Linked DNA regions of Mus musculus: regions 2, 3, 4, 5, 6 and 7 are each linked to region 1. A link is a contact called in public Hi-C, HiChIP or PLAC-seq and promoter capture Hi-C data. All regions are on one chromosome and are shown on one strand. The core of a region is the stretch at or near the end of the contact, and the rest is flanking DNA. Distances in the headings are between cores, read along the strand shown. Region 1 holds the start of Rfc4 (replication factor C (activator 1) 4). Region 2 overlaps Dnajb11 (DnaJ heat shock protein family (Hsp40) member B11). Region 3 has its middle 48 kb from the start of Gm30814. Region 4 overlaps St6gal1 (beta galactoside alpha 2,6 sialyltransferase 1). Region 5 holds the start of Fetub (fetuin beta). Region 6 overlaps St6gal1 (beta galactoside alpha 2,6 sialyltransferase 1). Region 7 overlaps St6gal1 (beta galactoside alpha 2,6 sialyltransferase 1).

Region 1 (2,575 bases), core at 28-2,527:
TATATATATACACACACATACATACACACACATGCATACATATACACACATAGATAGATAGATAGGTAGGTAGGTAGGTAGTTTTGGAGTGGTAAGATGGCTCAGCAGGCAAAGGCACTTACTGCCAAGTCTGATGATCCAAGTTTGACACACGGAATACACAGGGCAGCTAAGAACTTACTCCACCTGGGAGTCGAAGCATGCTTGTGATGGCATGCATCCTCCTTCCTCAACGATAAATTTTAAACATGTGAAAACTATAGATCTATGGGCCGGAGTATAGAACAGTGGTAGAGTGCTTGCCTAGATTAAGGTTAGCGAGATTCCCAACAGGTAAGTGCGAGCTTTCAAAGCCCGATGATCTGAATGGGACCACCACTTGCTTTGCTGCGGGGACGGCTATGGGATGAGTTGGGGGCAGGAAGAGGGGTGATATAGATGAAGTACTCATATTTGAACTTCTCAATAATATTGAAACAGCAAAATAACACACACGAGGACCTTGTTTGACTTGTAAATAACCTGAAGATCCTTAGTGATCAAAGAGGTTCCACGTAGCTGACGGTTCTAGTATCATCTAGCAAATGACAATGTAGTGGTACTTAACATCAACAACAAGATCCCAACAAATTTCACCATATACATACAAGGATAAAAGTCAGATTTCAGTGGAAGTGTTTATAGCCAGCTCACAGAAACATTGCTTTCTTCGTTTCTGTAGGGCTCTAAAACTGTACACTTTATAAACATCTTAGGTCATCTATATAACTAAAGAATTAAATTCAACTACTGTATCACTCCAAGGACTAAGACTTATTATTGGGTGATACCGCGTCCCCCTACCCCTCAAAGGTGTGATCTAAATATAGCAAAGTCCCCCTTACATTAAAAAAAAAACCCCACTAGCACTTATTAGTTATTTCAACAAAAGTACAAGCAGTTCTTACTATTTTTCCACCCAAGGAACTGGTTTGACTTTCTTGGTTTCTCCACTGCTTCCTGCAGTGGCAGGTGTCCCCCGGTCCTTGGTCAGTTGTGCTTTGGCACTGACAGATGTGCCTTTCAGAAATGCCTGCATGGCTTCTTCTCCTGGGTATAAGACAAAAAGAAACCATTATGGGGCAGCTCCCCTTGAAAGGACCCCTAACTTTGTGCCTAGAGGGAAGGCGGAGGTCACATCCCGGTCCCCGCCAGCCTGTAAAAGGCTGAGAACACTCAGACCCATCACTTACAGTCGTCACCGTCCCCCTGGCACCGCGGTTCCCGCCACAGAACGGCGGCGAAAGGCATGGCGGGAGCGCGCCACGCAATAACGTCACTTCCGGCGCGCGGGTGCCAGTGACGCGCTCCCTTTTTGGCTAGCGGTGGCTAAGCTCGGCTTCTGGGTGCATCTGGGGCGTTCCGCGGAGGTGATCCTGTGTAGACTCCGCGGCCAGACCTCGGCCCAGCAGACACTGCAGAGCGCGGTCGGGGAGGAGCCGACCTAAGGAGAAAGCTTTGCTCGAAGGACCGGGCCTAGGGCGGGCCCACGCTGGGAGAGGCTTTCATTAAGCCAGTGGCTTCTTGGGTTTGCTGCCATCGTCCGTCAGCCCGGAGGTCAGGGCCAAGACGTGCTCACTTGACCCTTCGCCGGAAGGGGACACTGTGCGAACTACTGCCCTGCCCCCGATATTCAAGGACACAGAGCAAACTGCTTTTTAGAAGTGAAGCTAGAGAGAAGGCTCAGCGGTTTAAGAGCATTCACTGCTTTTGTGGAGGACTTCGGTTTGATACTTGGGGTTTTGATAGCCATCTGGTGGCTCACAACTGGAACTCCAGTTCAGGGGTCCAACGTTCCCTTCAGGGCTGCAGACCCTGAATACGTGTGCTGCACGTACTTGCACGCAAGCGGAATACTTAAACACACACAGCCCGGGACAGATGTCTTACAGTCAGTAAAATCAGCTTATTGTAGGGAGGGAGGACCATCTTCTATGGGCATTTTGTAATTCCCGAGACCCACTCAAAAACCTCGTGATCGGGCAGGAGATAAACTCATCAGTTAAAAGGACTTGCTGCTTTCCCAGAGGACTGGAGTTTGCGTTCCAGCATCTTGGGGGGGGGGGGGGGTGGACCAAGCGAAAAAGAAAGAATTTGAAAGCTTTGTAGTATATACCAACTGTCAGCAGACAGCTTGTCCTGTGAAGGATTTACTAGTCCAAATGAATCTTTCAGTTCTTAGCCAGCCTCTGCCCTTAGATGTCCTCATGTTAGCATAATAAGTTCCTAGTGTAGCTTTGGTAGCAGAGGTGGTTGTCACACGAGTCCAACAGCGACGACTGCTCCAGTAACTGCATTGCTGGGAGCTGAACTTGCCAGCCACAGGAGTGAAAGATAGTCACCCTTCCTGGATAGAACCCCTGAGCCCTCAGGGGGTTCAACTAACCTTTGCCCTACAGTGGATGAAATGTCATTGTTTCCACCAGAAGTAGAATTTGTCTAATTGTGCTCATTTTCTAGAACCAAAATTCTAAAAGGCTGCATTTCATCAGAAGCCTGTGCAGGGTTTGGCAGAAGTACACTTTCAGTCCCAAAA
Region 2 (2,575 bases), core at 22-2,521, 260 kb before region 1:
AGCCAAGCTGTGGAAGAAAGGGGAAGGGCTGCCCAACTTTGATAACAATAACATCAAGGGCTCTTTGATAATCACTTTTGATGTGGACTTTCCAAAAGAACAGCTGACAGAGGAAGCAAAAGAAGGTACAGGGGTGGGTGTGTTTGTGTGTGTAGGGGGGTGTGTGTGTGCACGTGTGCATGGTATGGGATGACTGTCTGAAAGGAAACTAGCAAAACCCTTTAGAGCTGGGAGACATGGCTGCAGGCCTTCTGCAAAGCAAAGAAGCCCCGCTGTCGCTGTGCTCACTTGAGGGCTCTGTGAGCTGGGCTGTGAATCGAGTCGCTTAGGTGAAGAAGCCAGGCCAAACTGAAGGGAAGATGCGATGTCAGTGGGAGGGACAGGAGGCTCAGGGTGAACTTCTCTGCGCCAACTGCACGTGCCCTGCTCTAAGTGTTTAAAACGATAAGGAAATGGGTAGAAGCGGTGAAAGCTGGCAAAAGGGCAAGGAAGGAGGAGTGGAGTCAGCTGGGGTGATTGTCTTCCCCCTTTTTACCTGATCTCATTTCCCAGGGCTTCACAAGATGGGGGGAGGTGGGCTTGACTGAAAGAAGTAAGGCATCACACATGTGTGTTTGGAGGTGTCCGCTGTGAAGTTGGAAGCTGCAGAGAAGCCACGTTTTCGTTAATGAAGCCATTTACTCGTTCTTTCTGCAGGTATCAAGCAGCTTCTCAAACAAGGCCCCGTGCAGAAGGTGTACAACGGGCTGCAGGGCTATTAGGAGCGAAGAGAACTGGACTTTGAAAGAGGTGGATCAGCGATATTTATTATCTGCAGTGGGTTTTTGTGTGTGTGTTTCATTATTTTCAATATGCAAGTTTGGCTTAGTCCTTTTTTCCCTGATGACCGTCCTGACAAGAACTAGAGGTTTGAGGCTCTGTCTATTGCATTCAGACAACAATGGCCAGCAGAAGGTTACCTAATACCTCCCCCTCTGGGGATTTAACGTCTGGTGCTGCCCGAGGTTCAAGGAGTAACGTCTCAGAGGATGCCCGAGCAAAGGAAACCAGATGAGGGTTAGAGACAATTGTTAGCTATTTCAAAATGCCAACTGGAGAAGTCTGTTTTTAAATACATCTTGTTGTTATTTTTTTTTTCTTGACTCCTGTTTCTTTTTCCTGTGAGCCGATGGGAAGTCTTCCCATCAGGCAGGATGGCCACACAGCATGCAGAGGAACGATGAGAGCCCGGCTCCCAGGCCCCACTAAACACATGGTGTCTATAGCAACGAGCTCGAAGAAACCGAGTAGACTAGAGACTGAGCTACATGAATTAAAGTTACACAAAGACCTCACTGTCTTTGAGAGAACATATTTTCCCGTTTTCTTTGGTAATAATAAAATCTGATATGGGTATTTTACTGTTTAGAAGGTACTTTTCTGTATCTGTCCAAGGTAGCCTTATGAGCTAAGATGGCAGCTTTAGAGAATAAATATTAGAAGCAGAATTGCAGGTGGCTTTGTCTTCCAGTGGCACAGACTCAGACGCCAGCAGGCTCAGCACACTTGCCTTTCAGTCTCCTCCTCCGCTGCTCCGTACACAGGACTTGTTGCCGCAGCTGAGTATTTCATTCAGTGCGACTGAGGGTTACTGTGGCAGTGTGGGAGCTGCTTTGGATGTACTGGTGTAGTCCAGCGCCCCTGCCCTCTGTGCAGCAGCTGGTGTGGTTGAGACTGTCAAGAATCCAACAAACCGCAGAAACCCAGACCTGGATTCAGCCGGCTTTCTGTACACTGTATGCACATACAGGGGCTCAGTGTGCCTTTTGCACATCTGTAAACACTTTCAGGTCAGTGGGCTTTCACACGTTATACACAAGTAGAAGTTCAGTAGGGTATTTTTACATTATCTGTTGAATGCTGCCTATGGTAGCCCAGGAGAACCCTGGTCATTATTCGTACTTGCTAATGTGCTTTTTCCAGGAGCCAGTTCACTAAAAGCTGAGACTAGAAAGGCCCACACAGACCTTGCTCTCGCTGTGAAGAAATGGAACTGGGGGTCTTTGCTGATCTTTATTCATTGCCTAGACTGTTGTGACTTAAGGAGTTCCTTCTACTGCTGGGCTCCGAGCTTCAGTTCACTTTAAGTGAGTCAGAAAGGTTTATGTCAAAGTGGCATAAACCTTATGTTAAACTGTGACATGTCGCAATGCCAGGCAGCAAAGCTCATGATTTTTGCACAAGTAAGTGCCCTCCAAGGGTATTGTGGTCTCTTGAGACAGCAAGTTCCCATCATAAACTGACAAATATCTATCCACTCAAGATGTTGCAAAGGAGTTGGAGCCCTAAGAGGTTGTAGTCGTCATCACAGAAAGTTCCTTCAAGCCAGAAATTTCCACTTGCTTGTGCAAAGAGCTCTTCCCTGTGGGCACCAATGCATGTCTACTCACCCCATAAAGAGAACAGTCCAAAATAATGATTGATCAAACCAAAAGTCCAGCGTGGTAAACTCGAGCTCTTCCTGGGGTTGCTAACAGGAGTGTGAGTGAGGAGGTACAGCAGCAGGGATGACTCGGGAAAGCAGCTGCATCAACAA
Region 3 (2,575 bases), core at 46-2,545, 250 kb after region 1:
TCCTCCCTGCAAAAGGTGTTTAACCTCAGGCCCACTCAAGACGTGGGGTATGGTTTTCTCATCCATTTTCCGCTATGACAATAAATGTCTTAAAACCATGGACTACCTCTTTTCATTGGACAGGTTCATGTGGAAAGGTTGGACACCTATGCAAATAAGAATTGGATGCATGATAAAGACATAAAGTGCCATCAAAGAAACGCTTTCAGATGAAATTCCAGCCTTCATCTGATCCTAAGGAAAACACAGGAGTGTAAATTGAACCTTAACTTGTCTAGAAACAAGGAAAACAAGCTTATGGAGTCCACCAACTAGTAATTGGCAATAAGAACCCTTGGATTTGTGGAGATGAAAAATCCCTAGCTGCTTTGGGTAGGGCATCCACGTAGTAGAACAAGCCTACAATGTTCTGTGTTTGTCAGGGCTGTCTAGAGGAACAGCACCAATGCATCTCATTAGGCTGGATTACACAGTATGCACTAGATAGAGGCTCAGTCCACAATTCCGATGACTCAGCAGTACCAGACTGGCACTGAAGGCCTGGAGGATCCTTGGGGAGATGCTGCTCTTCGGTCAATAGGAAAGCCAAAGATGCTAGCTGTGAATGGCAGGCAGAGGAGAATGGTGGTAACTAAGAGTAGTAGGATGGACTCACTCCCGAGCTGCCAATGACAACCAGAAAGTGAAGGTAGATCAGTGGGCAGTGCTGCTTTTCTTTCTGATCTCCTTATACCTGGACAACCACTGGACACTATTGCCCACTCTGGGTGAGGGGCTTATCCTTCAGTTGATCCTGGAGTAACCTTCACAGATCCACCCAGAAGTCTTCTAGTTGACTTCAGGTCCAATCAAACTGACAACCAAGATCACAATTTCCTATACCCAAGATCGATCCTGTTAATATCTTATATAGGCTTAGATGTTTTTTTCAAAACCTACTTTATTTAGGGTTCTTAAACGCTTCAACCTTCCTTCTAGCCCACCAACCAGATGAAGGGGAGAAAGAAAGTTAACAGGAAAAGGGTGTTGTAGACCGGTTTAAAAGTAGTTCTGAGGGGGGTGATTCCACTCTTCATTGTCGGCATGTCAGCAGTCCAGCTCAATAGCAAACACCAAACATGAAACAGTAGTGGCAGCAGCTCGACCCAACAGAAACAGCAAGGCTCAGCTGAATCAGCAGGAGTCAGCCTAAGAGGCCAGGATCAGAGAAAACAGCACAAGAAGCTCTTTGGTGCATTTCTCTCCATGAAGTGACGACCAGTGCAGAAGTAAAACATTGCACAAGAGCAGAGCAAGGACCTCTTCTCACTGACTGTGGGGTTCTATTTATATTCTTTCTAAACACCACACACCCTCTCAAAGTGTCTGTTTTCAGTAAAATATCACATGCCCTCTCACAAGACTGCTTCCAGAAAAAAACATCACGTGGCACAACTGAGTTGTTAAAGAAACCACGAATTTCCACTTCAACCTCAAGTCAGAGCATGCAGAGCTGTGCTGTGCGTGCACAGAACCGAGAAAGAACACTGAGAGGGTCTGGAGACATACCAACAGTTTTCCACTAGAGTTCACATGGTTATCTTATATTGCGCACACAGGCTGGCTTCTCTCCATCCTCAAAATCATTCTGTCTTTTCAGATCATCCTAAAACTCTGGTTGGAAGATTCAGGCACTTACAAGAATTGTATTAATGGTGTAAGCCATAGCCTCCACCATTACAGTTGATCTCAGTAATCATTCTTTTCTCCTCTGTTATTTTCCTTTGATTCCTTCTTGCCTTTAGCCACTACTCCTAATGGTTCAGATGGTTTCTGGGTCCTGGGACTTGGACCTTAGAGCTGGAAGGTCTGAGCCTATGCTTGCCATATTTATCCAAACCATAGCTGCTGTAGTGACCCATTCAAGCTTGATGCTAGCAGTGGAAAGAAGTTTCATGAAAAGAGCTGCCTAGCACTAAGCACATCTCTCTCTCTCCCCATTTCCGTTATGTAGCACAGCTCTAACGGTGAGCCAGTGCTCACAATGATGCTGAGAGCCAACTGCCCTCTTAGTAGAGAAGGACAGTATCTTTTAGTGTACAGGTAGTAACCAATGAGCAGCCAGAGCGTGAAGTTTAATGGGGTTCTTAATGCATCTTCTGATGGGGTTATACGTCTTAGGAAATAAAGGTTTTAGACCCACAAGGCAAGAGTTTGAAGGTTTGAGTTTTTGAGTTTGTGAGTTTGTAAAGTATACATTCCACCAGTGTGAAATGACACTAATTGGTCTTATCACTCACTTTTTTTTTTTTTTCTGAAAAATCTTGTTCTTTGACCATTTGACACTTGTCTACAACATTTTCTGACTATTCTTCTCCTGGTTTCTTATCTTCCCTATGGACAGCCTCCCTTCTTACAAACTAGGAAGTAGCAAGTTTCCTTAAATAGTTCGGGGGAGGGGGAGATAGATGAAATTAATAAAAAGTAAGAAACACGTTAAGTTGAGCAGACTGATTTTGACCCAGGTGGATTAGATGGAGCTGTGCATGATTCGGTGCCTCCTTGGTTTCAATTCACGCAGAGGACAGCATCCAGA
Region 4 (2,575 bases), core at 54-2,553, 220 kb after region 1:
TTGGGCCAGTATGAGTGACCATAGTCTAGGAACAAATTTCATATTCACGTGTGGAAATGGTTTCATAAAGTTTGTATAGTACCAGGAGAAAGAAAGTCATAAATCCACATGTTTTTCAGTACATTGCTAAAATATCACATAGGCAGGTGTCTTAGGGTTCCCATGACTTTGAAGAGACACGGTGCATGATGACCAAGGCAAGTTTTATAAAGGACAACATTTAATTGGGACTAGCTTACAGGTTTAGAGGTTCTGTCCATTATCATTAAGGTGGGAGCATGACAGTGTCTAGGCAGGCATGGTGCAGGAGGAGATGGGAGTTCAACATCTTGTTCTAGGCAGCCAGGAGAAGACTGGTATTTGATGACAGAGTAAGATCTATTCACAGAGGGAACTGGTCCATTGTCTCCAGTTTCCTGGAAGACTTTGTATAGAATTATTATTTTGTTCTTGTAGAAAGCTTTCCTGCAATAAGCTCAATTTATATATGGCATATCGTCTTTGATATATGGCATATCTTTTTGTCTGAGCACTGGGAGGTGTCTTTTAAAGAATGTGCATATTTCTTCTAAGTTACTTAAGTAACTGGAGTGAAGTTGTTCCTAATAGTTCCTCATTGTCGTAGTGTCCATAGAGTCTCTAGGGATGCCAGTTCCATTGTGGTGATTCAAATGGTTATTGGAAATCATGGAGACTTAGGAGATAGAAAACTGTTGCTGAATTTCACTTGTTCCTACTGACTACTCTCTGCCTGAGAGACTGTGAAGAGTCCAGGAGTTCAGAAGCCAACAACAGTAAAAGAGAACTATCAGTTTTCTACCTAGGGTCTTACCCTACCATTTCACTGTACAAGCGTGGGAAGGATGGCGGAGGCGAAAGGCAGCTTGTACAAATTGCATCAAAAGTAGCAACAGAACCTGCATAGGGCACAGCCCCTCTGACAGCTGGTCCAAAGCTCTCCCCTGGCTTTCTAAGGACTCCTCCTTGTGTCTGGTCTTCTCATCCCCTTTACCTTGGTTATCACTTTCCTTATTTCTTAGCTCGTACCTTCGTCATTTCGTGCCCTACTATATCAAAGGGCTATGAATAACCTTAGGAGACGTTCAGTTGACGCCAGGTGAGGTTATGTTTCTGTGTTCTCCTCGCTGAAACTGAAAGCAGCCCAAAGTGAAAGGGTTAATTTTGACTCCGTTCAGAGAAATGTAGCCCATCCTAGCAGAGAGAGCACTGTGGCAGGAATGGCTCAGTCCCTGCCAGTGACCAGAAGCAGATTGGAGAGCCAGTCCTCAGCCTGCTTTCTCAAGTTCCTCAGCCGCATTTAGAGTGAGTTTCCTCTTCAGTTAAAAGTGGCTGGAAACTCCCTCAAGGACATACAAAAGGATGTATCTCTTTAAAATGTCCTGTTTCTGTCAAGCCAGTGAAGTTCCCCCTTGACTACCCAGAAGTACAAGCTGCCAGATAACCTTCTGCTCACCCAAGGACTGGCTCTAGATTCCTTCTGTTTACTTTAACACTTTATGAAACTTGGAGATATTACAAGACTATCTCAAACAAAGAGTGTGTATGCTGTTATCCAGACTCAGTTATGAACAGCAATTTATGCCATTTGCTATGTAGTCTGATCTTTTATCGTATTTTGTTTGACTGACTAATTTAATTTGATTTTTCAAGACAGAATTTTCCTGTGTATATAGCCCAGGCTAGACTCAAGCTCACTCTCCTCCTGCCTCGGACTCTTCGGAAGAGTATCAACATGTTGAACATGTGATAGATACCACGCCCTAAATACTTGGGCGTGTGCTGTAGGAAAGCCCAGGTTCATATTTCCTTTTGGGTGCTAACTCAGACACAGATCCTGCATTCTGTAGCTTTGTCCCTTTAACCCCATTTAATGTAAATATATTCAAAGTTCCTTTTAATATTTTAGCATATTTACATTTTGAAAAATTATAGTTGTTTTTTTTTTTTAAATCTTACTTGGGTTTTTCCATTGTTCCCTCAGTATTAGATTAGTTTCATGTGTTCCTGCATGGAAAGTTACATAAACCACATAAGTTGTTGCCTGTGAGGGGTCTCTTGTGACCACCAAGGCCAGCCAGAAACTCAGTTCCTCGTGACTCGGGAACTGGTGATGGTTCAGACTTCAGGTGTCTGACACCAGGTAGTTCTAGGCATATTTAAGTACAGCCCTCAAATCCTGTGTGTATAACAAAGCTTAAAATATGATTGCATCGGAACCCTTGTAAAGTACAAGCGGCATCTTGCATAAAGATAGGTTCTATAGATTAACCAAGGAAGCAGGCTCAAGGGAGGCAAGCTCATGATGACGGGCCTGGGGGAGGACAACGCAATGGTTTAAGATAAACGTAAGGGCCAGGGATTGGGCAGTGCAGCCTGGGCATGCAGATAACACAGATAGTGAGTCTACCTCTATGGTCACTATGTTCGTTCCCAGCCTTCAAGATGGAAACAGTTCTACATCTCTCCCTTTGCAGAGACAGCCCTGTGTGTTTAACATTCCTGGCTTCCCTGTGTTTATCTGTGAGCACAGGGACCTACATGCCTCTTACAGTTC
Region 5 (2,575 bases), core at 51-2,550, 210 kb before region 1:
ATCTCACTCATGATGCAATAGGATCACGTTCCCCCGGGGGGCATGGTGGATAGATCTGTGTGATTCAAGTTCCGTAGAGCCAGGTTCTAGGAGCTGCCCCTGCTAGAGATGGAATGGCACCCTGTGCAGAGAGGGGGGCAGAGTGCCCTCCCATCAGGGCTAAACGGGCCCTTAGTAATCGCATGGTTGAAAGCCCTACACAGTTGAGGAAATTGGGCTTAAGTGTTACATCGCTAGCCTAGCTCACGCAGACCAGGGCTGAAGCAGGGTCCTGGTCAAAGTTCAGTTTACCATGTGATTTAGCATCCTTACAGCATCTTTTTACCCCGTTTGCATCTGTCTTTCATTAAAATTGCACCAATGGCTTCTACCTAAGTGTACTGGGTACATTTCCTCAGGCATTGGACACTCCAGCCCAGACCCGACAGAGGTATGTTCACTGCTGGCTGAAACTAAATCTCTGCTGAACCTCAGAGTTTGGATATCTGATTTTTTTTAACTGATAAAGGAAAACTTAAGCACATTTAAATTGAAAAAAATTAAAGCATTCATTAATTTATGAGTCCCAGTATTGTGGGAGGGTAAACTTGTACAATTTAGCTGTAGAAAGAAGGGAAGATAAATGAATTTTATTGGTTAGTGTAGAAAGCTCCTGTCTTGAGGTTATTATTTATTTGTTTGTTGTTTGTTTATTTGGTAGAGATTTAAATTCCAGAGCCTCCACAATCTAATGGTCTCCCAATTTGTGTTGTTTTTCTTAAAGTAGCCATTTCTGGCTTCGATACCCATTTTTCTCGAATTATTCCCATTTGAAAACACAACTGGGAGCGTGTGGGGGAAAAAAAATTTGGTAACTCAGGGTTGGAATCATTCTAAACAACACGTGGCATGAGCCAACCCAGAAAAACAGGTCTTTAAAGATATTTCTAAATTGGAAAAAAGAAAGAAAGAAAGAAAGAAAGAAAGAAAGAAAGAAAGAAAGAAAGAAAACACAACCAAGAGCTCCCTTCTGTAGAACTGTAATCTTCAGATTTGGGTTTCATAATCAATCTTTACTAACCACTTGTTTACGGAAGACTAAAAAGTGGGCGTGGCTTCTTATTAATGTGGTCCATCCTGTGCTGTGCTGCTGTCACCGGATCCTTCTCACCCTTCTGGAGGCCTGGAGGGCCTCTGGGAACAGCTTTCTTGCTGCGTCATGCGTGGGCGGGAGGCGGGAGGCAGGAGGAAGAACTCTGCCTAACAAATGTACTCCCCTGACATGGGCATGCCCCACCCCTGAGAACAGAGCCCTTGGGACTTAATCTCTGTAAAGGCGCCACCTCTCCACAGGTTTCATAAGCGTTCGTTTTCTGAGCTTTGGGAACGTGTTCAAAGCACACCAGACTTGCAAAGCTCTTGATTCCGGACAGCTTACCTTGATTCCTGACATTGTGCAGTGGCTCAGCCAGAACCTGTGAGTCACAGGTAGCTGCTGTGTTACACAACATCTAACAACGTCTAGCCTTCTGCGATTTCTGGTGCAGGGTCATGATTAGTGCATTTGACAGATTTGGCAGAGTGGCTTACAGTGGGTAAGTGGCTTCTCCACATCGGCTGGTTGGTAGCTGAAAGAGTAGCTCACACAGTGTTCTAAGCATCTGTGTGGTGACAAAAATATTTTTACATTTATTTGTTTATTTTTGTGCAGAGGTGGGGTGGGTGGGCCAGAGTGCAGATGACACTGCACTCTGGTCAGAGGACATCGTTCAGCAGTCGGTTCTTCCCTTTCACTGTGAGGGTATCAGGAGTTACATTCAGGCCACCAGGCTTGGCAGCAAGCACCTTTAGGGGCTGAGCCATCTCACTCGCTTTGATGAAAATCTTCTAAAAGGGAAGGCTCCTGTGCTGTTTCTTGTATTGATTCATTCAGGATTTTTACCCTTTCTGAGCCCTAGTATTCTCCCCTGGTTGGACTTGGCTAAGTTTTCTTTAGAGTTTTCAGTGAGTGTCTATACTACCACTAAGTTAGTGAGTGGATGCTGTTACCTAGTTGTCTATGAGTAGCTATCAAATGGGGTGGGGGGTGGGGTGGGGGGGAAGGAATCTGTGTTCTGCTCAACTATAATACAATTACATTTAGCATCATAAATTTAAGTTTTTTAGTAAGTTTATTATAAAATTAACTTTTCAATGTTAGCTAAAAACATAAGTCAGCATATTTAAGTTTAATATGTAATCAATGTTTTAAGTAAATTTAGGAACTTGAGCAATGTTAACAGCCTTCTTTTGCTTGGTTCACTCGTGTCAGCCATAGCTTACTGCATATTGGATTTTCATCTAGACCAGAGGAGCATTTCTTTCCATCCAAAATATTTGGGCCCTCTTATCAGGTTCCCATGAAAAGTCTCACAGACTGGTGTCCTTATTTATAAACACAGACATTTCCAAAATATATTTGTGAATTAAAAATAAGCTCTACTCAGGAAAACTCTTATATTCTCTAGTAGCTGTAGGGACCTGTGTTTGAAATAGTATTGACCCCAAAGCTTTGGAGTCTTCAAGATACTCTGTGTATTGAGGGCCTACCAGATGG
Region 6 (2,575 bases), core at 41-2,540, 200 kb after region 1:
TGCCTTGCAGCTGGATCTCATGGAGACATTTCCTCCCTCTCCTCATGACTCTAGCTTGAGTCAACCTGACACACAAAACCAGCTAGTACAGCTGTTCTCTGAGCGGCCGATGGTCGTCCGAGGATTGACTGGGGAATTTCAAGGCCCTAGAACAGAGCCTAAGCATAGCTTTACAGATGGCAGAGTTGTCCCAGTCCAATGTTTTCCGATGTCTTTCCTGGAGTGAAAAATGCCCCCAAGGATGTCTAAAAAGACGGGACTCAGGCTTAAGTGGTTTTTCTTTTAATATAATTTTAAGAATTGATTCTTTGAGAATTTCACACGTGTATATAGTATATTTTAACAGCATTCAACACACTCCCTCCTTCTCCCTCCTAGATTTTTTTCCCACAACATCCCTTTCCAACTTTATGCCTTTTAAAAAATAACCTGCTGTGTCAAATTAATGCTGCCTGCATGCACATGGCTGTGTGCAGTATTCTGCTGTAACACAATCAGCCTCCCAGGTCCCACAGTCCTTGAGAAAACTGACCTTCACCCAGAAGCTATCAGGTGTTAATGGCTCCTCACCTATCTCCCCCCACTCCCCAACACACACACACACTGAGTTGTGGTTATTAGAATATCTTCCATCCCTCCCTCCCTCTCTTCCCCCTCCCTCCCTTCTCTTTCTCTTTCACTTTTGTTTTATTTTCTTTTTTCTAGACAGGGTTGCTCTGTGCAGCCCTGGCTGTCCTGGAACTTGCTCTGTAGACCAGGCTGGCCTTGAACTCAGGGATCCACCTGTCTCTGCCTCCCCAGTGCTGGGACAAAAGTCATGTGCCACCAGTATTCTATGGAGTGTTTCATTTAAGGAAGGAAGGAAGGAAGGAAGGAAGGAAGGAAGGAAGAAAGAAAGAAAGAAAGAAAGAAAGAAAGAAAGAAAGAAAGAAAGGAAGGAAGGAAGAGAGAGAAAGAAAGAGAGAGAGAGAAAGAAAGAGAGAGAGAAAGAAAGAGAGAGAAGAAAAAAGAGTTGTAGTGGTGCCAAAAGCAAAACTGCTGTCCACTGTGATATTTGAAAATACTTGAGGCATAGAACTGGACTTGTTTTCAGGGTCTAAGCTTCTGTTTGTTTCTAGTCCTGTGGAAGGTGGGCAGCCACGCGTCACAGAGGTCAGCCTTAGACACTGGCTGTCACCTTCACCTTGTATTCAGGCAGGGACTCTTTGTTTTTTGCCCTTGCTGGGTACACCAGGCTAGATGGCCTGTGAGCTCCTGGGGACTCTGCTGTCTCAGTCTCCCATCTCCTGCAGGAGTGCTGCAATTACAAGTGCAAGCCACCATGTGTGGCTTCAGGTGGGTTTTGAGAGACTGGCTTCCTGCTCTTAAGCTTGCATTTTGCCCTTGAACTGCCTCCCTCGTACTAGTTCTGATACATGCGAATTCCTTTAAGTCTCACTTGGCTAATTCTCTGCGAATTCCTTTTAGTCTCACTTGGCTAATTCTCTTAAAACCATATTAAATCAGCAGTATTTGGTGTGTGTCTGTATATACACGTGTGTGTGTGTGTGTCTGTGTGTGAGTGTGCATGTTTGCATGTACATGTATGTGAGGTGTGTGTCGTTTGTGTGTTATGTGTGTATGTATACATGTGTATATGTGCTGGGTATGGGCATGGAGGTCAGAAGACAACTCTATTGAGTTGGTTCTAACCTGCCACCTTTGTGTGGATTGTGTAGATCAAACTCAGGTTACCAGACTTGGTCAGTAAGAACTTTTGCCTGACGGACCTTTGAAGGCACTCCAGGTGCAATTCTTAAACTGGGGCAGCTTTAGGCTAATTTCAGGTGTTTCATGAATCCTTGAAGTTGCCTGCAAAGCGACCCAGACAGAGTAGGTGTTTGCAAATCTGTCTGTGTTTTTTTTCTAACAGTACACCTGATCCCCAGAGTGCTCTCTAACTGTAAGAGGCCCCATGTCAAAAGCACCAGTTTGCTATTCTTAAAACCCCTAGCAGCTACGATAGAGCCAGGGGCCGTTCATATTGGCAGACTTGCAACTGAGAGCTTTGCCACTTCTTTTTGTTATTTTGAGAGAACTCTGCCTGTGGAGAAAGCCTTGCTGTCAGGCTGGGGTCCTGGGAGGGTGACGTCACTGCTTTTAATTCTCTCCTGGTGACTGCCAGGGAGGATGGCCTAAAACCAGGCATAAGCTTTCAAAGAAGGAATGCAGACCCAAATTGAACTCTCTAGACCAGAAGGAGGTGAGATCACATTTTCTGTCTCTCTGTGTCAGCAGGGACCCTAATGGGGCTCACAAAATGGCCAGTACCACCCCAGCTTTGGTTTTTAGGATTTTTTTTTCCTTTCTAGAAACTAAATGCGATTGATTTCCATCATCCATTATAGAATTCATTTTCTTTCCTTTTTTGTTTCTTCTCTGCATCTGCAATAGAATAGTGGTGTTGGGATGGTCCATACTAGATAACCTCTAGCTCTTTCTATCAAGTTATTGTCTGGCTAAACTTGTGTCCAAGATTAAGGCAGATCCATATCTCTTTGTAAACTGGAGCTACAGATTCATTTTCATGTGCTTT
Region 7 (2,575 bases), core at 45-2,544, 160 kb after region 1:
GCGGCTCACTTGTGAGCATTCATTCCAGATGTGCAAAAGCCAGGGCTGAGAAAGGTGCTAGGTGTCTGAGACTCAGAGAAGGCTCAGGAGGTTCCTGCTTTCTGACAGTCTATGCCTGGTCAAGTAGATGGACAGAGAGACTGTGGAAGAACTGCCAGGCCTGGTTCCACCTAGGATGTGTGAGCGTTCAGGACAGGGGCTTCTAATGCAGACTGGGAAATTTCTCCTTACTCAAGAAACTGTATGGAGAGACCCCTTTGATTCTTCTCACAACAACTCTGAAGGCACTTACAGATCTTTTTTTTTGGGTGGTTTGTACAGTCTTTTAGTTTCTTCATCCAAGGGATCATTTCCTTCATCTTCCAGGACTCATAGATAAAAATAACCTGTAAGGTTTGAAGCATGGATCTCAGCTGATGGCCTCACTTCATACTAGATGTGGATGCCAGCTGCTCCAGACATTCTGTGATGGCCACCAATCTCTATGCTTTCTTTGTCCCCATAAGGTCAGTGCGGTAGCTGGAGGTATCAAGCTTGTAGACAGACAGACAGACAGAAGGGGGTGCACTTGACTTTGCTTAGCATCTCTCTCAGTTACTTCTATGTTGCTGGGATGAAACACCCTGACAAAAATGCCTAAGGGAGGAAGGATGTCTTTTAGCTTAAAGTTACAGACAGGATACATTCCATCATGACAAGAAATGCCTAACACCAGGGACATGGCTGCCTGTCAGGTTGCATTGTTCTGAAACAGAGAAGGATGGATGGAGGGAGGGAGGGAGAAAAGGAGGGATGGAATGATGGAGGGAGGGAGGAGAAGAGGGAAGGGGAGAGAGAAGAGAGAGGGATGGAGAGAGGGGGGAAAAGGGTTGAAGGGTTGGAAAGAGAGGAGGGGGGGAGAGAGGGAGAAGTAGGGGAGAGAGAGTGCGTGAGCTGGGAGGGGGAGAAAGGATTGGAGGGGGAGTAAGAGAAAGGGAGAGGAAGCAGGGGGAAGGAGAGAGGGAAGGGGGAGAGAGGGAGGGAGGAAGGGAACGAGGGAAAGGGGGAAGGAGCAGGAAAGGGAAGGAGGGAGTGAGCATGAGCATGATGTGGGGCCTGGCTATAAAACCTCAAAGCCTATGCTCATTGCATACCTCTTCCAGCAAGGCTCCACCCTCCACGGCTCCATAACCTTCCCAAGAGCACCGTCAGTCAGCGTCAGAGGGGAACCAAGTGTTCAGAGACATAAGCCTATGGGGACACTTCATTTAGAAACCACATCACTATCCTCTAACAGCAGCTGGAGCTGGAGTAGGCTTCCTCTCTTCCTTCTCAAAGGTGACAGGGTTGCTGCAGTCTGTTGTGGCGCAGTAGGTTCGGTGATCTGAGATACCGTTCTAGCCTTCCCCATCTCCTTCCCCTCCATCCGACTTCCCTATATGGCCAAATTCATTCTGAGGACTGGAATCCAGTGAGTCAAACCAAATCATGGAATGTTGAGAATGTGGCTCTGTTGTGAAAACTGTGCATGTATCAAACCATGGGTCCCACCTTACCCCCACCTCTATCCCCATCCACCCCCAAAGAGTCAAACGGAAATTTGCAGACCACGGTGGCACCTGGTCTCAACTGGTACTCAACTAAAAGTGTCTTTAAAAATTCTAAACATAGGACTAGACCACGAACTAAAAATAAGCTTCTGAGAATCTAGGGGGGGGGGCAGGGGCGGGTGGTGGGCATTCCTTAGGGGATTGCAAGGGCGGAGTAGATATGGCCCCTGCCCATGAGACACTCATAAAACACTGTTGTCTTTCCATCAAATGGTTCCTGCAAATCTGTTTCTACCCCCATTGTAGCCCGTCTTCTTGGGGGCGTCTCTGGGGTGATGGTGCTGTATGCTCCCATAGAGGGTGGTATCACTGAGAGAGGATTCTTGAGCTCTGATGGCTGGACTCGCTGTGAGCTGGGCTCTGACTGGGGATGTTCCAGCTTGGAACTAGGAGATGTTCTCACTGTTCCAGCTTGGGCTAGAGGCTGCCTCCACAGGCATTTGATCAGCACCTTAGGGAAGACTCCAAGGAACACTTCACAAAGGAATCTGCACTCCCCAAATCCTTGGGGTTTCTGTGGTCACTGCTTGATTAGCCTTTGTTCAGAACATATCTTTTGTTTGTTTGTTTGTTTGTTTGTTTGTTTGTTTTTTCAAGACAGGATTTCTCTGTGTAGCTCTGGCTGTCCTGGAACTCACTCTGTAGACCAGGCTGGCCTCGAACTCAGAAATCTGCCTGCTTCTGCCTCCCAAGTGCTGGGATTAAAGGCGTGCAGCACCACTACTGGGCCAGAACATATCTTTTGTGAGTCTCTTCTTGTGAACAGCTAGTCTGACTCAATTCCTAAGCAGCCATTATTATACCCCAATGAGCCTGACAGTTAAAGACTTTTTAAAAATATATGCTTTCTCCCACTTCTAATTCTAGTTCTGTTATTTGTACCTTTTTCAATCTAAGTGAAGTCACTTTTTATTTTCATATCAGCATGAAAGGAAGGTCTTATAAGCTGGAAGCACAACAACAGTACAGTCTTACAGAACTGTAGA

What was found. Promoter capture Hi-C pulls out the DNA fragments that hold promoters and counts their contacts. Hi-C and Micro-C count contacts between places; a contact is called where the count stands out from the background. HiChIP or PLAC-seq counts read pairs in DNA pulled down with a chosen protein or histone mark.
Region 2: a promoter capture Hi-C map of hippocampal neurons shows a contact between it and region 1, with 3 times the contacts expected there. The contact joins the enhancer-like site here to the promoter of Rfc4 in region 1. A contact is called at or near these places in 21 of 39 promoter capture datasets (the 3T3-L1 cell line, the C10 cell line, the HPC-7 cell line and 10 more), 4 of 15 datasets of contacts at CTCF or cohesin (the NIH/3T3 cell line, embryonic stem cells and large pre-B cells), 181 of 484 Hi-C or Micro-C datasets (the AtT-20 cell line, B cells, the C10 cell line and 94 more), 34 of 115 datasets of contacts at active chromatin or transcription factors (the SCID.adh cell line, T-cell acute lymphoblastic leukemia, acute myeloid leukemia and 22 more) and 5 of 9 other capture datasets (adipose tissue, embryonic stem cells, embryonic tail and 2 more).
Region 3: an H3K27ac HiChIP or PLAC-seq map of microglia shows a contact between it and region 1, with 7 times the contacts expected there. The contact joins the enhancer-like site here to the promoter of Rfc4 in region 1. A contact is called at or near these places in 2 of 39 promoter capture datasets (the C10 cell line and liver), 1 of 484 Hi-C or Micro-C datasets (bone marrow-derived macrophages), 4 of 115 datasets of contacts at active chromatin or transcription factors (the SCID.adh cell line, bone marrow-derived macrophages, embryonic stem cells and 1 more) and 4 of 9 other capture datasets (adipose tissue, liver, macrophages and 1 more).
Region 4: an H3K4me3 HiChIP or PLAC-seq map of bone marrow-derived macrophages shows a contact between it and region 1, with 3 times the contacts expected there. The contact joins the enhancer-like site here to the promoter of Rfc4 in region 1. A contact is called at or near these places in 3 of 115 datasets of contacts at active chromatin or transcription factors (the SCID.adh cell line, bone marrow-derived macrophages and pro-B cells) and 2 of 9 other capture datasets (adipose tissue and liver).
Region 5: a contact with region 1 is called in an H3K27ac HiChIP or PLAC-seq map of embryonic stem cells, with 2.4 times the contacts expected there. The contact joins the promoter of Fetub here to the promoter of Rfc4 in region 1. A contact is called at or near these places in 5 of 39 promoter capture datasets (the C10 cell line, embryonic stem cells, frontonasal cranial neural crest and 1 more), 1 of 15 datasets of contacts at CTCF or cohesin (the NIH/3T3 cell line), 1 of 484 Hi-C or Micro-C datasets (embryonic stem cells), 5 of 115 datasets of contacts at active chromatin or transcription factors (all in embryonic stem cells) and 2 of 9 other capture datasets (adipose tissue and liver).
Region 6: an H3K4me3 HiChIP or PLAC-seq map of the SCID.adh cell line shows a contact between it and region 1, with 15 read pairs. The contact joins the enhancer-like site here to the promoter of Rfc4 in region 1. A contact is called at or near these places in 2 of 39 promoter capture datasets (both in the C10 cell line), 1 of 484 Hi-C or Micro-C datasets (myeloid progenitors), 4 of 115 datasets of contacts at active chromatin or transcription factors (the 230-238 cell line, the SCID.adh cell line, bone marrow-derived macrophages and 1 more) and 3 of 9 other capture datasets (adipose tissue, liver and pancreatic islet).
Region 7: a Hi-C map of B cells shows a contact between it and region 1, with 46 read pairs. The contact joins the enhancer-like site here to the promoter of Rfc4 in region 1. A contact is called at or near these places in 3 of 39 promoter capture datasets (the C10 cell line and macrophages), 1 of 15 datasets of contacts at CTCF or cohesin (the NIH/3T3 cell line), 3 of 484 Hi-C or Micro-C datasets (B cells, bone marrow-derived macrophages and pre-B cells), 4 of 115 datasets of contacts at active chromatin or transcription factors (the 230-238 cell line, the SCID.adh cell line, microglia and 1 more) and 4 of 9 other capture datasets (adipose tissue, liver, macrophages and 1 more).

Annotation. Positions count from the first base shown.
Region 1 is chr16:23,126,453-23,129,027 of GRCm38.p6, forward strand. Rfc4 (replication factor C (activator 1) 4) reads right to left here and starts at 1,278. Exons shown (of 11, transcript NM_145480.1): 1 at 1,233-1,278; 2 at 948-1,089. The coding sequence starts at 1,078.
Region 2 is chr16:22,870,975-22,873,549 of GRCm38.p6, forward strand. It overlaps Dnajb11 (DnaJ heat shock protein family (Hsp40) member B11), which reads left to right. Exons shown (of 10, transcript NM_001190804.1): 9 at 1-125; 10 at 697-1,491. The coding sequence ends at 761. Among named protein-coding and RNA genes, the nearest start is that of Dnajb11, 14 kb to the left of the region's middle. Within about 2 kb of position 1,272, at least 5 of the 459 cell types and tissues checked have an H3K27ac peak or open chromatin away from gene starts, as enhancers often do. A contact at or near this core is called in hippocampal neurons, where this site is marked.
Region 3 is chr16:23,373,761-23,376,335 of GRCm38.p6, forward strand. No RefSeq gene overlaps it. Among named protein-coding and RNA genes, the nearest start is that of Gm30814, 48 kb to the left of the region's middle. Within about 2 kb of position 1,296, at least 54 of the 459 cell types and tissues checked have an H3K27ac peak or open chromatin away from gene starts, as enhancers often do. A contact at or near this core is called in adipose tissue, bone marrow-derived macrophages, macrophages and 1 more, where this site is marked.
Region 4 is chr16:23,345,613-23,348,187 of GRCm38.p6, forward strand. The region is part of intron 5 of St6gal1 (beta galactoside alpha 2,6 sialyltransferase 1); the gene reads left to right. Among named protein-coding and RNA genes, the nearest start is that of Gm30814, 20 kb to the left of the region's middle. Within about 2 kb of position 1,304, at least 11 of the 459 cell types and tissues checked have an H3K27ac peak or open chromatin away from gene starts, as enhancers often do. A contact at or near this core is called in bone marrow-derived macrophages, where this site is marked.
Region 5 is chr16:22,918,922-22,921,496 of GRCm38.p6, forward strand. Fetub (fetuin beta) reads left to right here and starts at 1,301. Exons shown (of 8, transcript NM_021564.2): 1 at 1,301-1,574.
Region 6 is chr16:23,321,996-23,324,570 of GRCm38.p6, forward strand. The region is part of intron 4 of St6gal1 (beta galactoside alpha 2,6 sialyltransferase 1); the gene reads left to right. Among named protein-coding and RNA genes, the nearest start is that of Gm30814, 3.4 kb to the right of the region's middle. Within about 2 kb of position 1,291, at least 19 of the 459 cell types and tissues checked have an H3K27ac peak or open chromatin away from gene starts, as enhancers often do. A contact at or near this core is called in the SCID.adh cell line, where this site is marked.
Region 7 is chr16:23,283,332-23,285,906 of GRCm38.p6, forward strand. All of the region lies in intron 2 of St6gal1 (beta galactoside alpha 2,6 sialyltransferase 1), which reads left to right. Among named protein-coding and RNA genes, the nearest start is that of Gm30814, 42 kb to the right of the region's middle. Within about 2 kb of position 1,295, at least 51 of the 459 cell types and tissues checked have an H3K27ac peak or open chromatin away from gene starts, as enhancers often do. A contact at or near this core is called in the 230-238 cell line, B cells, the SCID.adh cell line and 1 more, where this site is marked.